Linked DNA regions of Rattus norvegicus: region 2 is linked to region 1. Evidence: chromatin contacts called from public Hi-C data. All regions are on one chromosome and are shown on one strand. Each heading gives the region's core, a stretch centred on a gene start, on an enhancer-like site or on the middle of the called end of the contact. The rest is flanking DNA. Distances are from core to core; before and after follow the strand shown.

Evidence for each region. A called contact is a pair of places that touch in the nucleus more often than the background predicts.
Region 2: a contact with region 1 is called in a Hi-C map of kidney, with 7 times the contacts expected there. The contact joins the promoter of Strap here to the enhancer-like site in region 1. A contact is called at or near these places in 11 of 12 Hi-C or Micro-C datasets (the A7r5 cell line, Schwann cells, frontal cortex and 6 more).

Annotation. Positions count from the first base shown.
Region 1 is chr4:171,854,521-171,859,722 of GRCr8, reverse strand. No RefSeq gene overlaps it. Among named protein-coding and RNA genes, the nearest start is that of Rerg, 36 kb to the right of the region's middle. Within about 2 kb of position 1,847, at least 23 of the 93 cell types and tissues checked have an H3K27ac peak or open chromatin away from gene starts, as enhancers often do. A contact at or near this core is called in the A7r5 cell line, hepatocytes and kidney, where this site is marked.
Region 2 is chr4:172,374,068-172,378,845 of GRCr8, reverse strand. Strap (serine/threonine kinase receptor associated protein) reads right to left here and starts at 1,521. Exons shown (of 10, transcript NM_001011969.1): 1 at 1,205-1,521; 2 at 222-357. The coding sequence starts at 1,316.

The DNA.
Region 1 (5,202 bases), core at 598-3,097:
GTGCTGATGGCTTTGAAACAACCAACCGGAAATGACTGAATACCAGCATCAGCGTGGTTCTCCAAATGGAGTAGTAAAATGGTCAATGTAGACTTTGAAAATCATACTTTTTATGATGCAATATTCTGAAAGGTATAGTCCATGTGCACATGGAGTAGTATAGACAGTGGGATGATTTTTAAGTCATATAAAGATAAATGTGTGTATACATATATACATATATGTATAGATACATTATACATATGTACATGTGTACATGTGTACATACATACACACGCGCGCGAGCACACACACACACACATACACACACACACACACACACACACACACACACACACAGAAGCATATAGTTATTTTATCATGGTTTAAAAGACTGAGTTAGGCCACCAAACTCACAATTTCCAAGCATTTGTAGGACAGCAAGAGATTGTCTTTTGCCTTTCCTCACTGGGTGCCACACTGGGCCTGAAGAAGGCAGAGGACAGCTTGCTGGGTCTGTCCTCATCGTCAACCACATGGATCTTGCAACTGAACTCAGGATGTCAGGCATGGCTCAAGTCCCTTTTCCAGAGCCCTCTCAGCGGCCCGTAATTGTTCTTGTTCTTGTCCCTTGCTTTTCTTTCTCGAAAATGTCAGTTTGCAAGTTACTTTAAAGCAGGCAGTTGTAGGCATCATTCTGTAAGTAACACACAGACGTAGAAGGGCGATGTGGTCAGCAGGTTAATAGCAGAAGCCTGAGGAACATCGACATCCTCTTGTGTTTTGCGAAGGGTTTCCATGCTGTTAGGCTGAGTTCCAAGGAAGCTGAGCCTGAGCCAAGAGCTTCTGTTCAGGTGATTCATCGACATTTGGTTATGAGCCCAGCCTTTAATAACTGAGTTATCTCCCAGGCCCTTGGTGATTTATCGAATGGAGTACGTTCATGGAAAACCTTGAGAGGAGGAAGGGAAGAGGTGAAAGGCAGGAGTGGATACTAGACGAGTCATTGTTTTAGGGAAATCTTAGCTTTGGATGTTACATGTATATGACGCATGTGTGTGCTTGTATGCATCCCTGAGTACATGCGTGTGCATGTATGTACAGAGCCTGATATTGACATCAGGAGCCTCCTGGACCATTCTCCATCTTATATCTTGGGGCAGGGTTTCTCAGTTGAGCCCACAGCTCATAGAGTTGGCTAGTATAGGGAGTCACCTTGCACAAGGACTCCATCTTCAACTCACTAGCGGTGGGGTTACAAGCATCCACTGCATTTACTCAGCATTAACCTGGGCTCTAACAGTCCAAACTCTGGTCCGCAGGGTGGACCTCCTGCGCTGCTGAGTTGTCTCTCCAGCTCCCAGAAACTTCAGCTTGAGGGGAAAGTTTTTCCTTACTATCCCCCCTCCCCAAGAAAATTTTGTTCAATGAATATAACAAAGAAGTAAAGAAGAAGTTGCCCTGACAAGAGGAAAAAAGACTTGACTCCCAATTCAGCCTGTCATCAGTCACAAGAACAGCATCATTTTCCCACAGGAAGAGAGCCACGGTCACAAAACAGCTGACAAAAGGCCCTTGTAGGAGCATTGGTCTACTCTGGGGACTATGGATGGGGCACCGAGAGCACCTGCCACAGAGGCTGAGAAAATCACACTGAGAACAATGGTAGACGCACCGAGATGGTCTGTGGTCCAGGATGGTGTTGTCGCCAACTGGCGGCCACAATACTTCACTCATGGGAATTCCTCCAGAAGGGAAAATTCAACAATACTCAGGGTCATCCTGACCCACTCCATCCCGGTGTTCCATTGCCTGTGGCCACTCCTCCTGAGCCTGCAGCATCAAAGGATGTGGACGGTGTAGTAACACTGGGCAACTGGGCTTGCCTTACCCAATGGACTCTTGCCCTGAGTGTCCAAGGATTGAGTTCTACTGGACTTAAACTCCCCAATTTCCATTGAGTCATCTCAAAAAAAAAAAAAGAGTCTTTTTCTTCTTTGGAAGGAGGTGTACATCACTGGCACACAACACGGGCATTTTCAAAGGAGAGAAAGAGTAGACCCCAACTTGCAAGGCACGAGGCTTTCGGGCAATGGCTGGCCCATGTTAGGGCATGCCAATTCATTGGAGTCAACCACATATCTCAGCCTGATAGTGTGCGAATACAAACCGGATGCATCTGATTAAGTGCTCGAGGGCCTGGTGTAATAATTGACTCACTGGCAGTGTGCCTCCTTCCAGCTATTCTGGGATCTGGGCTTGGAGCATTTGGAGTTTGGCATGCTCACCTCAGAGGCTCTCTCGGCTGGGCCAGGTGCCAGGCGGCCATCCGCCTCACTATTCCGTTCTCCCTCTTCTCCATTCTTCTCCGTATTTCCCCACAAACCATGCCTTGCTCTTCGGATCGCGCCCTATTTTCTTCAGAGAGAAATTTCAGCTCCTCTGCTAAGCCAGGCTGGCCGATTTAGAGCTGGGCAGAGGGCGACATGGCCAGAATCAGATGGTGCTTGCCTTACCTTACCAAGGATGTTTGTTAAATCTGGTCAGTGACAGCTAGCTTGGGTCCCTGGCAACCAAGCAGGTAGAAAGTATTTCCTGTTGTAGATGGTTCTGTGTGGCTGAGGGATTAGTACCATAGTGTCCAGAGCCAGGCGCATTCCGTATCGGCGATGTCACTTATTAGCTGAGTCACTCTGAGCACTGACTCGGTCTCCCGTGCTCCTGGGTTATCATCTGTCACATGGAAATAACTGAAGGACCTACTTTGTAGGATTGGTAGGAGGATTAAATGAGCTCAACCCATAAATGAGCAGACAGATTTCCTTCCCCTTGGAAAGAAGTTTAATGAGGGTCGGTAAGATGGCTCAGTTGATAAAGGTGGTTGCCACGAAGACCAATGGTCCTGGTTGGCTCCATGAATACCCACATGGTAGAAGGAGACGACAGATTCTGGGGAGTTGTCCTCTGAGCCCCCCCAACCCCTTACACCTCTGCACATAAGCCCACACACAAACAAACTGTGTCACTGAAGGCTATAAAAATGCTCTTCAAAGGAGGATGTTAATGAGGTGTCAGGGAATTTCCTTGACATTATTTGTAGAGATAATCTAATTATTATTTACACAGTACTCTGGCGCTAAGCAACTGAAAGTCTCCAGCATTCTAGCTGATGAATTCTTACCATAACCCTGAATTATGTTCTGTCTTGCAATAACGAAATTACAAAGCAGAAGGCTGTACCTTGTCTGACGTTAAAGCGTGAATTGGACGTAGCAATCGAAAGAGTGAGCTTGATTCACTTCTAATGGCATGGAAAGATAAACACGTCGTATCACTGAGAAGCAACTGGAGATCGGAGACCAGGTTGAAAAGCAACAGAAAGTCACATGATGTATGTAGAATCACATTTCATGCTTTAAAGTGTATGTGTATGATCATGTCTACACGCATGTAGTGGCTGTGTGCGTAAGACATTTACAATGTAGAGACAGTTCACCTCTATGATAGCTGGCACAGAAGTTACTTTGTGGAAAGGGGCCACCTTTATTGAGAAGACAGCTAGGCCTTGAGAAAGTGTATCTCCTTGAGTCAAGGTCACAGGTGAGGAAGCAGAAGATCACTATGAAAAGGAGAGGCGGGCGAGGCCAGGGCCAGCGTGGTGGTAGGGAAGGTCAGTGAGGAGTGAACATTCATTTCTCACAGGGACTCCTGGGAAGTCATTAGCTCATGAAAACCCTTCAGTCAGTTCTGTGGTGGTTGATTTGATTGTCCAATTGACAGGACTACAGTCACCTAGGAGACAAACCAGTGAGAGAGTTTCTTGATGAGCTTGACTGGGGTGACAAGCCTACCTTAATGTGAACGGCACCATCCTGGGATCTTAGACAACAGACAGAGAGCAGAGAGACTTGTGCAACAACCTTCGTCTCTCTAGTTCTGACTGAATTCGTGCTTCACGGTCCATCTCCCATGACTCTCCCACTGTAAGGGAGTATGTAGCCCCCTCCTGCTGTGAACTACAGCACACTGTTTTCTCCTTATGCTTTTGTCTAGAAATTGTCACAGCCAGGAGAAAGGCGACAAAGACTCCCTAATGCTTGGTAGAGTGGGTCTCCTTGTGTGGCTTATAGATAGGTCTCCGACCAACCTCAGACTAAAAGAAAACGAAAGGAGAGCTTCACCTGGGGAGACATCCAGGATGTGTAGATGTGTGTGTGGGGGGGTAGATGACCTCGTTTGCACACTCACACTTGTGTGTCCTGCCAGAGCGCTGGAAGAACCCGTGTCACACTGTTGTGTGTGGTCACGCCATGTTGTGTGTTTGATAGCTTTCCATCACTGTGACAAAACCCCTTCCACAAACCATTTAAAGGGTAGAGAATCATATATGGCTCACTGGTTTAGAGGATCAGCCCACCAGTTTGTTATTTCTTTTCTGTCCCTGACAAAGAGAAACAGCCCCCCTCAGACAACTCTGAGGAAGCCACTCACTCCCACTCCATGGCAGCCAGGAAGCAAAGGTGGAGGAAAGAACCAGGAAGAGAATGGGCCGGGAAGACAAAGGGCCAGGGTTATATACCCTACCTCCCTTTGAAACGGGGTTTCTCTGTGTAGCCCTGGCTGTTCTGGACTCACTCTGTAGACCAGGCTGGTCTCCAACTCAGAGATCTGCTGGCCTCTGCCTCCTGAGTGCTGGGGTTAAAGGCGCAGGCTTACATATCCTCTTTGTCATGGCCTATGAAGTTCCACCAGTGGCCAAGCCTTTTAGCATACGGGCTTTTGTGGGCCATTGCCGATCAAGACCATAAATGTGAAGACAGTTTACAGTTACGATGGTGCCTCTTCCCATACATTTACTTATGTGCCATTAGGAATTTACAGTCGTGCTTCCGTAAGTAAATCAAACATCCTATCCCCACGCTTCCTTGGGGAAATGCTGTGAAAACCTCTGCCCATCTACGTCAGCATTTCTGAGCCAAGGGTCACTGTTGTCCTTCCTGACGTCGCATGTCTGGAGAACAGCTTAGGGGGAAAGCGCATACACTTTCAAGGCTCAGCAGCCAAATGCCCTGCTCTCCTTCCATTTTCTGTTGTAAAGCGCATGACAGAGAAGGGGAACGTGGTATGTGCGGTGAGCGGGACCTGAACTGCGCCTGCGTTCTTACCTTTGACCTCCTTAACCTCCTAATTGCAGACTCTTCTCCACAGAACAGCAAGCATTGG
Region 2 (4,778 bases), core at 272-2,771, 520 kb before region 1:
TCAAGGAGAGGGTCAATCATTTAAACATCTCAAGTCTGGGAACTTAGTGAAGAAAGGATGCTCAGAGAACCAGAACAGAATCTTGGTGAGGTCAAACACCATGTATTCTCCACGGCACCTGCAGAGTCAGAACTTTATGCCTAACTGTGAAGTTGGGAGATTCTGACAACGTCACCACACGATTCAGAAAGAATGAAGTTAAGCATTTTTGTCACACTTACGCTGTGAAGTCTGCAGCTGCTGTGGCAGCTTTGGTGGCGTCCTTATTCAATGTTGCACCCCAAACAGCACCTTTATGACCCAAAAATGTTCCGATCCAGTCTCCTGTATCTCCCTGGCGGAGCATAGGTTTGCCATCTAGAAAATTATTTTAAGACATAATGTGACTTAGATGCATGCAACATACTACCAAATCCTGAGCAGCAAACTGGAAAACGGTTGTTCTGACAGGTCCCACCTACTTACTCCCTTTGAGCACTGGGGATTCCCATCCTGGTCTGTGCCACTGGTCCCAGTGACTGGACTAGGAATTTGGGTCACCCTTCCTGGGAAGCCTAAACAATTCTGGGACCGAACAAGAGGCCTCCCTCACCTTTGCAAACTCGGGTTACAAAACAACTCTAAAGAACTGGGAAATGTTCTTCCACGGGACCTGATTCCGATCCCCAGCACCCACACGGAGGCTGTCAACCGCCTGTAACTCCAGTTCTAGACAAATCTGACGCCGCCTTCTAACCTCTTTGGGCACCCCTTCACACATGTGTACAAGCACGCATAGAGACACCACACGGACACACATAAATAAAACCTTTTTAAAAAAAAAACCATAAGGCTGGATGACACCGACATGTGTCAAAACGATCTAGATAGCCGATTTTACTTTGGACCATGTAAAACTAACGTACATTTTCATCTGGAAAAAATGAGGCTCACACCACAAAGGCTGATACAATATGATGAGTGAGACTTAAAAGGCACTCCTGTCGGCCTGGCCTAATTTCTCCTTCCCGTAAATCCTTGAGAAATACAATGTAGCTGTGTGTGTAGAAAGGCGCAGTGCTGCGGAGCACTAAAAACGGTGGTGAGGAGGGACAAATAAAGCCTGGCCAGGGGCGAGCCTCTGTTCCGTAGCGCAATCACTGGCAGCTATGACCCACCCACCCCTCGGCACACGGGAGCCGCGGCCGTCGCGGGGTCAGCTCACCTTTGCAAGCGCTGATCAGAAAGTAGCCGTAAGGCGTGATGCCGCTGAAGGCCAAATCCACCACGGGCCGCGTGTGGCCCGAGCAAGTGAGCGGCGTCTGCCTCATGGCCATGGCGGCGGCGAGCGCGGTGACGCGGAGCGGGGACCGAGGGTCGCGGTCCTCTTCCTTCTCTGCCGCGGCGCCTCAGCTGCTTAAGGCCCCCGCACTCACGCCGAGGCCGGGTCGGGAATCCCCGCGACGCGCGGTCGCCAAGGGAGGGACAGGGAGGGAGGGAGAAGGGGAGGGGAGCGCCGGAAAACCGGCCCGCCGCCACTCACGGTCCACACCGGTAGCGGCAGGAAGTGATGGCGCACCGACGCGGCGCGTCAACCGGAAGTGACGGGCGGCGGGAAGGCGGTAGCGCCCTGAATCCGGGCAAGAAGCAAAGTGCACAGGCGCGAACTCAGAGCCGTTGCTGAGCGTGGTGCTGACGTAACGCGGACTGCGTCCACTTGGTACCCGGTGTTGTGAGCCCCGAAGTCCGTCCATTGTTGGTTGCTGTTGTAGAGTCGGAACCCTCTAGTTGCTGTTCTCTCTGGATACTCAAAGTCCAAAAGCTCTTCCCACTCGCGTCCACGAGCATCTACAAGACCCGGAGCAACCAACCATACGCCCTCTTGTGTGGTGGTGGAGTCAGGGCAGCGAGAGGAACCCGGAATCAAACTGTGTTGTCAGGCTTGGCGTCTAGGGCTTTACTCGCTGCGCCCTCTTGCCAGCCCACACTTCCCTTCACTCTTTTCGTTATTCATGTATAACTCAGATCTGACTGTCTATGTTTTTTTCTTATTTTTTTCATTAGTTTGAATAAACAACACTGGGGGTGTGTATCTTGGTTCTTACTTTTTTCAAAATAGCGAATTGAATCAGTAGAAGAGTTGAAGTAGACGTTTATTTGGCAAAGTGAAGCGTACACAGCAAAGAGATTGGAGTGGGATGCCCTGAAGGAAGGTTTGGGAGTAATCCATAGAGTTCAGTGTTATGATTTTAAAGACATCTTTGTGGATACTTATTTGATGGATAACATTCTCGTGGGTAAGATGACCCCTTTCCCCTTGCAAATCATAAAGGATCAGCTCTCCCTTTTTCTGGTTAGTTTATCCCTTCCATTGATCTCTAGAAAAGGCTATAAACGGAAGAACAAAACCACCATGTAAGGGTCATTTTAATGAAGTAAAGGTCTTTTGAGCATGCAGGCCTTTTGTTAGTGTGTGTGTGGTAAATGGGTAAGTTTCCTGCGGTCTTAGGAACAAACAATCCAACTGCACAAAGGAGCACCTGACCCAACAGAGACAGTGATGTTAAGCTATAGCCACACTTTTCCATAATTACCTCACATCTAACTGCCTACCCCATAACAACCACTCTCTCCCTACAACCTATATCTCTCTCTCTCTACACACCACCACCACTACAACCCAGTAATGAGAATGGTTATGCCAACAACATTTATACCCTGGTGACAGATAAGTGGTCTGTAGTGGATGGCCAGCAAATGCTTATTTTCTAGTGGAAAAATGTTCACTTAGTGCTCAGAGAGTATCTTATTAGTCAGAGTTCTTTAGGGTCACAGAATTTATGGAATATCTATATTAAGGGATTAGAAGGATTTATAGTCTGTAGTCCAGCTACCCCAACAACGGTCAGCTGTGAATGGGAAGTCCAAAATCTAGTAGTTGCTCAGTCCCACTAGGGAAGTCGTTTCAGCTGGTCTTCTGTAGAAGTAGATTCCAACAATTTTGGTGAGCAAATGCAAGCAGACAAAGAAGAGCGAATCTTCTTCCAATCCTTATGTAGGTCTCCATAAGTGTGGCCCAGGGTAAGGTGAGTACCACCATGCCTGGATCTGGGACTGGCTTTGTCCCAGACTGACCTTGAACTCAGAGATCTCTTTGCCTTAGTCTTCTGGGATTAAAGGTGTGTACTACCTTGCCTGGGCCTAAGCTTTTCATAGCCACGATGCCTCAAGACCTCCATGCCAAGTTCCAGCCTCAAGATCTGGATCACAGGTGAGCCCTCCAATTCTAGATTGTAGTTCATTCCAGATAATGTCAAGTTGACAACCAGGAATAGCCATTATAGTACCGATGAGAACATAACTGATAAGATGGCTCTAACAACTATTACTACAGCCAGAGAGACCCCAGTCTACTGAGCTAAAGTTCTTGCCGTGCAAGCAAGAGGACCTGAGTTTGATGCCCAGTATCCACATTTTCTTAAAAAGACATGTATAGTGTGATGAATTCTTGTAGTCCATCACTGAAAGATAACAATCCTTGGAGCTTGCTGGCCAGCCAGCATAACAGTTCCAAGTACCAGTGAGAGACTATCTACAAAACAAGGTAGGTGGTTCTGGACCAGCAAGTCATTCTTCAGTGACAAGCTCCTAAGAGGAGGGACCAGGGTATCAGAAACAAAGACAGGAAAGTTGGGGTCAGGAGGTTTTGCATAAAGCTTATTAAGAAGTACAGCGTCTTTTTTCTTTATACCGTTTGCAGGGGGAGGATATGGAACAGAGGAAGCTATCATACAGTGGGAGGAAATCAGCAGGAGGCTAATCAAGCAGTGTTGCACAAGACGAGCACAAAACACTTCACGTGCACTAGACTGAGCACACAGTGATACTCTGGTCCCTTCAGGAGGAAAAGTCAGGTTCTCACAAACTGAAATCCTAACTCTTTGGAGGCCCTGGTCCCAGACTGGACTTTGCTAAGTCTGCTCCGGGACAAAGACACTGAATTAGTATTCCCTTTCTCCTTTTGTGGGGCCTCTGAGAAAGCCTTGTATCAGCCTGGACCCCAACAGTGGATGGGTCCTGAGGAGCAGTACCTAAGATTGACTTCTGCATGCGGCACACACACACACGCCTTTTAAAGTGCATCTCGAGCACAGGTTGGCATTGTAATAGACAGTGTAGAAGTGACGTACAGAATAAATCATCTCTACATGAAGAGATTCATTGATGACGAAGATGTTCTCCTTTGATCAATGTGGAAAGAAATTGTACAAATCGGCTGTCTGAAAATAAATGAAAGTGGATGCCTATTTCGTTACTGGATGATATGGAAGTGTTCACACACCACGGTTATTCACTGGGATTTTATTGTGATCCTTGTTAATCATACCTTTGGGATTTGGGAGTCTTAGTCTGTTAGGGCTTCTTAAAAGCCCCTATTTTGTTCTACTTTTTAATTTTTTTCTTAATATGCCATCATTGTACACAGTTATGGAATAGAGTAGTATTTTGATTGAAGATCAAAACAAGGTGATAAGCATAGCCATTACCTCTAAGGTTGTGTCTCTAGTGTGTCCTGGGGTGGTTGTGACTGAAGGCTCTGTCTGCAGTGATAGCGTGGGGAAGTAGGAGAAATGAAGAGGCCAGCCTAATAGGCCTTTGAATTAGAGCAGGGACTGTAAACACTCTCTCTCTCTCTCTCTCTCTCTCTCTCTCTCTCTCTCTCTCTCTTCCTCCCTCCTCCCCTCTCTAGTACTGCCTTATATAGCAGTATAAGCTGCTCCACACATCTTTACTGTGAT